Regions from separate parts of the Mustela erminea genome. Here region 1 is linked to region 2. Evidence: chromatin contacts called from public Hi-C data. All regions are on one chromosome and are shown on one strand. Each heading gives the region's core, a stretch centred on a gene start, on an enhancer-like site or on the middle of the called end of the contact. The rest is flanking DNA. Distances are from core to core; before and after follow the strand shown. Region 1 overlaps KLHL18 (kelch-like protein 18). Region 2 overlaps KIF9 (kinesin-like protein KIF9).

Region 1 (2,788 bases), core at 203-2,702, 68 kb before region 2:
ACCCAAATCCCACGTGTGAGACTAAGTGTAGAACACAGGGGAAAGCAGCTGCTCTGCAGTGCCACCTGTTGGGGTTCCCTCGGGAGCCCTCTCCACCCTGGATGTATCTGAAACGTTCATCTTCTACTTCACTGTGCCCAAGGTCTCATTACAAAAGGTCCTCTCTCTCCTGCTCAAAAAGCCATCCTTGCCTCAACAACTATCAGTCAGTCCCTCCTGACCCCAGGCTGCCAGAGCAGCTTCTTTATCTCAGGCCTTGTCATCGTCGTGGTCACTCATTCACCCCTGGCGTCCCATGAGGCACTCAGGAGGCGTGCTGTCCTGGGCCCTAGAGTCACAGTGCCGAGCGAGCCAAAGCTCCTGTCCGCAGGGGCTCATTCTGGCGCCTGGGGGTGCTGGGAAGTCACCTGTCGCCTCTTTAACAAGTGGGGACCTCCTGGAAGACAGGGTCTCCCTCTGTGTGACTCTGACCATGCTTCATGTACTGCTTTGTACGGGACAGGCCTTCAATATGGGTTTGCTTTATTAGCCTGATTTTCCTATTTAATTCACTGCGAAGTTTGACAAATGTCTTTTCATGGCAGATGTGGCACTGACCGCCACTACTTTGTCCCTGTGGGTGACGCTATGCTCCCCTTGTGCACCGATGGAGGTCCTCTACATTCGCCATCCCCTCCCCCCAACCACACCTGCCAAGGAAGTGCCACCACCTTCACGGTACAGACGAGCAGCCACGGCTGGGGAGGCTGGCTCCTTCTCTGGGCTGCCCAGTGACAGGCATGCCTCGGATGAACATGAGCTCACTCCCACGCTGCCCACCGTGCCCCCCTCTTCCCAGATCAAAGACCCAGCAGTCTGGCATAATCAGAAAATCTGTTCTACACAATGCCTCAAGAGAAATTAGACATGTGTGCCAAGCTGCCCGATTCACTATTTTCAAATCTGATGCTGGAGAAGATTCAAAATGAATCTGGGTGGCTGACAAACAGGAAAATAAAATATGCCAGGTTTAACTGCCACCTTTCAAATGTTCACAGGAAACAAAGCTGATCCCCGTAATGTCCCTTCGAGTGACACCGTAAGAGACCCCCTCAACTGGCCCGGAAGAGGAAAAGGACTTTTGCCTCAGGCAAGGATGGTGGGAAGACCACAAATTCACTAGACACTGTCATGTGCTTCCAGAAGTGGACAGAAGGAACAACACAGTAGTTTAGCAACCATATGAGGGAGAAGAGTCATAGAACCGAGTGAGGTTAACTATCAACCGGGTGATAAAGCCAGTGTGAAGACGGAGGAGGCCTGCTTGGTCCACCAGAGGAAGCATGGCCTGGAACACTGCAGGCGAGGGGAAGGATGATGGCAGGAAGGAGCTTGTCACCACTAGCAGGACAGAGAGCCGTGTGGGACGGTAGGCAAGAAGTGACTCAGAACAGTTTTTGGCAGCCTGTAATTTCAAAGGGATGAAACGGAGCCGGGTCTTTGCTAATAAGAGGGCATTAACCACAGTGAGGGAAGGGGATGCCCGGAGGACTCTTCTCCCAGACAACACTCCAAACTCTGTGACATCAAAGCAAGGAAGTTGCCCAGAGCAGACACCCAGAGAAGAACGGGCTGCAGTAAAAGCAAAAAAGGCACTCATGGCTGGGGAAATGGAGCAATGAGTCATCCGAGGCCACAGAAGGCTGTGAGACGCCCAAGGACAGAAAAGGGAAGCACTGAGGTATGGGGAGGAAGGAACCGGGAGACTGTTAGCTCAGGGAGGAGCCGATCATGTATACAAATTTTTCTTCCCAAACAAACCTACTGTGACCCTTTGTGAATCTGGTCTTACCGGTACAAAGGCAGACTCCTCCCTGCTCAAGGCCACACACTAATATTGCAAAACATGGTATGTGCGCCTCCTGGCCTGACACTTCTTCCTCACCACACAGGCAGTCGCTTGATCTTACACTCACAACAACCAGAGCAGGGTCAGACAAAGGGGCCTATCAGGCAAATGCTTAGGCCACAGAATTTACAAAGCAGAAATGCCCTCAAAGAGCATCTGCCCCAGTCGTTTTCAAACTGCCCCTTTCAAAAACAACTCCTGTGACTTTCCCCCTAAAGTTGGGCATCTGTCACGGAAGCTTGACTCATGAGAGAGATGCAGAACTGTTCTGGTTACTGGGGTACGGACTGTCTCCTCCGTCAGCCCCGGAAGAGAGAGCTGAGCGCTGCTTGAAGCCGCTGACCCGGGGTGGCCCCACGGAGGGCAGAAGAACAGAAGACCCTGTCCAGTGATCCCTCCTACTCCAGAGCCCAGCTGTGCACATGCTCCCCACATGCCTGACGGAAGGAAGAGGCCGCCTGCCCCTTCAGCACTCAGAAGGCTGAATGGAGGTGCCATTCAAATGCCCTCCAACTCCTCTTCAGGAAATCTAGCAGGCAAGTGACAGAGGAGACAAGTATCTGGAGTGTGTTAAGAGACATAAATCCGGTCCACCTATGTGCTCACACCTGGCGGAGGGAGGAGGGGACTGAGAGAAGCACATTGCTATAGCGTGGGAGAAGCACGGGTGTGGCAGGGATCCAGGGGTGGGGGTGGGGCGAGAGTATAAGGGACAATGCCGCTCATGTCTTTTCATCACTAATAAAGTTAAACCCTCCTTACTCTCCAAGTTTCACCTGTAATCTTCCGGATGTTTCCATCCAGTTTCTTTCCCTTTTGGAAATCTACCATAACATATGTTTCAGTCCTTATCTGACACTTAAATAACAATACAACTTCTACATGTCTGTGTCTCCTCAA
Region 2 (2,746 bases), core at 113-2,612:
CTGTCATTCCTGGAGCAGGCCATCATTGCCCTCGGGGACCAGAAGCGGGACCACATCCCCTTCCGCCAAAGCAAGCTCACCCACGCCCTGAAGGACTCATTAGGTGAGGGTGCGGGTGGTACCCCGGCAGGAGGGACAGACTGGGCCTCGCTGCCACTGGTGATCACGGAATTGCTCCCTTCCGCTGGCCTGCGCTTCCCTGCGGCCTCTTCTCCGTGACCCCAGACGCAGACACAGCGGAAGAGGCAGAAGCATGAGTGGTATCCTTGTCTGTCACCCACAGCGTGCCATGCTATTCCCGCAGAACCTTGGTGGCAGCTTTTCCCTCTGCTGGGAATACCGTCTCCTTTCCCCTCATCTCTAAACCTGGAAGAATCCTTCATGGCCCTCAAGACCGTGGTGGGCCTCTCCCTACGCTGCCTTCTCTTCCCCTACGGCCTCTCTAACAGAGGAGCAGGGGCTGTGTCTTTGCATCCTCACGTCTCCAGGCTTTCGTGTTGGGCCTGATGGCGCAGTCATGGGTGTCTGATTATTGGTGGAGTGCCACCAGTAGCGAAACCCTGGCCCGCAGCCCCATGCCAGTCTCCTCTGCTCTCCTGCTCCTGCTCCTCTTTTAGGTACATCCTGTGGCCTCTCCCCTTCCCCTCCCTCCTCCAGCCTCAAACATGCTTGGATGTGTCCCCTGTAACCCTGTCTGAGTCAACTCGGGCGGCTAAAACAGACTGGGGGGCGCCCACACAACAGACGTTTATCTCTGACGGCTCTGGAGGCTGCAAGTCCCAGATCAAGGTTCAGCCTGGATGGTTCCTGGTGAGGACTCTGTTTCTGGCTTGTAGACGGCTGCTTTCTTGCCGTGCCTTCACGTGGCCAAGAGAAAGAAAGAAACAAGAGAGGGACTAGAAAGAGTTCTGGTCTCTCTCTCTTTCTTATAGGGCCACTAATCCCACTATGGGGGCTCTGTCCTCAGGACCTCATCTAAACCTCATTACTTCCCACAAGCCCCCTCTCTGGATGCGATCACATTGGGGGATAGGACTTCAACATAGGAATTTTGACAGGACACAGACACTCAATCCATAACAGACCCCCATCAGCCTTAAAGCAATCTCTTGGCAGAAAACCCACATGGTTCATGGCGCTTCTGTGTCCTGCTTTCTGCAGGGGGAAATTGCAATATGGTCCTCCTGACGAACATCTATGGAGAAGCTGCCCAGTTAGAAGAGACGGTATGTAAAGACAGCCCACACGGCCTACTTGGAATCCTTCTCACGGATTCCAGGGCTGGGTAAGGCTGGCTCTGGGCTGGCTAAGCTGGCATACTTAGCCACAGACATTGTCAAAAGGGAAGGGATCCAGGGGATGAATCAGCCAAAATTGCTGCAGGAGGCCCAGGCAAGATCCACATACCAAGTACCAAGGGGCAGAGGCTGTGTTGAGGAGACAAGGCAGGAAGCAGGCACAGGGTGGGGGCCTCTGTGATGAGAGTTTCGCAGGGGGAAAGGACTGTGCTCCCTGGGGTGCTGCTCCTGTGAACTGGGATCTAGGACAGCGGATTTCTTGTTCTTCATAATTACACACTTAAAAATCTTAGAAGTACCACAGATTCTGGGCTGTGGATATAAGGCCTGTGTGAACTGACAGGCATTAAGCATGTGCGCTATGTGTAGCGTGGTAGGGATGTGCTGGGAAGAGCAGCTTGGGAGAGGTGAGGTGCCTGTGGCCTGAGGCCTCAAGGTTCCTTGCCATGGCCCTCGGTAACGTGAGAGGCCCAGATGAAGGAGCCCTTCAGAGGAAACGGGACTTTTCCTGAAACTGGGGTGAGGAAGGTGGGCACCGAGCCGGCTGCGGTTAAAGGATGTGTCGTACAGAAAGCTGAGGTGCTCCTGGCAGAGGACACTGTGGGCCCGAAGGTGTGGGCCGTGCCAGGAACATCTGGCCACTGCAGGGGAGGGCCTGGGAAGAAGAAGGGGAGAAAAAACTGCAGAGGCTACACGGGCACTGGTGGCCAGGCTGATGCTTTCGCTGTTCTGCCGGTTGCTGGGCTGTCATGGTGTTTGAGTAGGGGAGGGCTGTGGCCAACGTTGTGGCTCAGGGAGATTAACCCAGCTGCAGGACCCAGGTGACCTGGGAGGAGACAAGCTTAGGAGAACCAGAGGCAGTCATAGAGGCCATAATGGCTGAGGCAGTGACACGGGTAAGCTCATGCAGCTGGGCACCCCGGCAGCGGTCTTCCTCTGAAGGGTCACTTATCATAATCAGGCAGATTTGGGAAGCTCTCTGTAGGCATTTTGTTTTGTCAAGGGTGGACGGTTAGGGCAAGCTTCAGTCATCTGGAGAATCCACTTACGCGAAATAGATCCTTTCCAGGCACACTGCAGGGCCTCCCAGTTTCTTGCATTAGGGACCAGCCTGCGTCCAGAGAGGGTGCCCTGGGACTTGGGAGGCCAGGAGGGAGCTCCTGCTGACGTGCAGGCAGCATCCCCAGAGGAAGGCTTCAGGAACCTCCCAGTCTCAGCATGACAAAGCACGGGCGAACCCCAAGAGGAGCCATATGAAAATCGGGCCTCCTGACTGCCTTGCTGAGGAAATGCCCTCTGAGACAGGCCCCCCTCTCTCCTTATCCCCACCCCTGAGATCGTCACCGCAGAGGAAGCAGCTCACCTGGTACCTGGCATCCCCAGAGCCTTGTGACCCAGGACACAGCTCATGGAGCCCGGAGCTGCTGTTGGAAGGGCCTCGGGGGTTT

Evidence for each region. Hi-C and Micro-C count contacts between places; a contact is called where the count stands out from the background.
Region 1: a contact with region 2 is called in a Hi-C map of fibroblasts, with 2.7 times the contacts expected there. The contact joins two enhancer-like sites. A contact is called at or near these places in 2 of 3 Hi-C or Micro-C datasets (fibroblasts and spleen).

What each region holds. Positions count from the first base shown.
Region 1 is chr1:17,493,890-17,496,677 of mMusErm1.Pri, reverse strand. All of the region lies in intron 7 of KLHL18 (kelch-like protein 18), which reads right to left. Among named protein-coding and RNA genes, the nearest start is that of PTPN23, 45 kb to the left of the region's middle. Within about 2 kb of position 1,452, the one cell type or tissue checked has open chromatin away from gene starts, as enhancers often do. A contact at or near this core is called in fibroblasts, where this site is marked.
Region 2 is chr1:17,426,342-17,429,087 of mMusErm1.Pri, reverse strand. KIF9 (kinesin-like protein KIF9) reads left to right here. Exons shown (of 21, transcript XM_032318026.1): 8 at 1-103; 9 at 1,162-1,226. Among named protein-coding and RNA genes, the nearest start is that of KIF9, 21 kb to the left of the region's middle. Within about 2 kb of position 1,362, the one cell type or tissue checked has open chromatin away from gene starts, as enhancers often do. A contact at or near this core is called in fibroblasts, where this site is marked.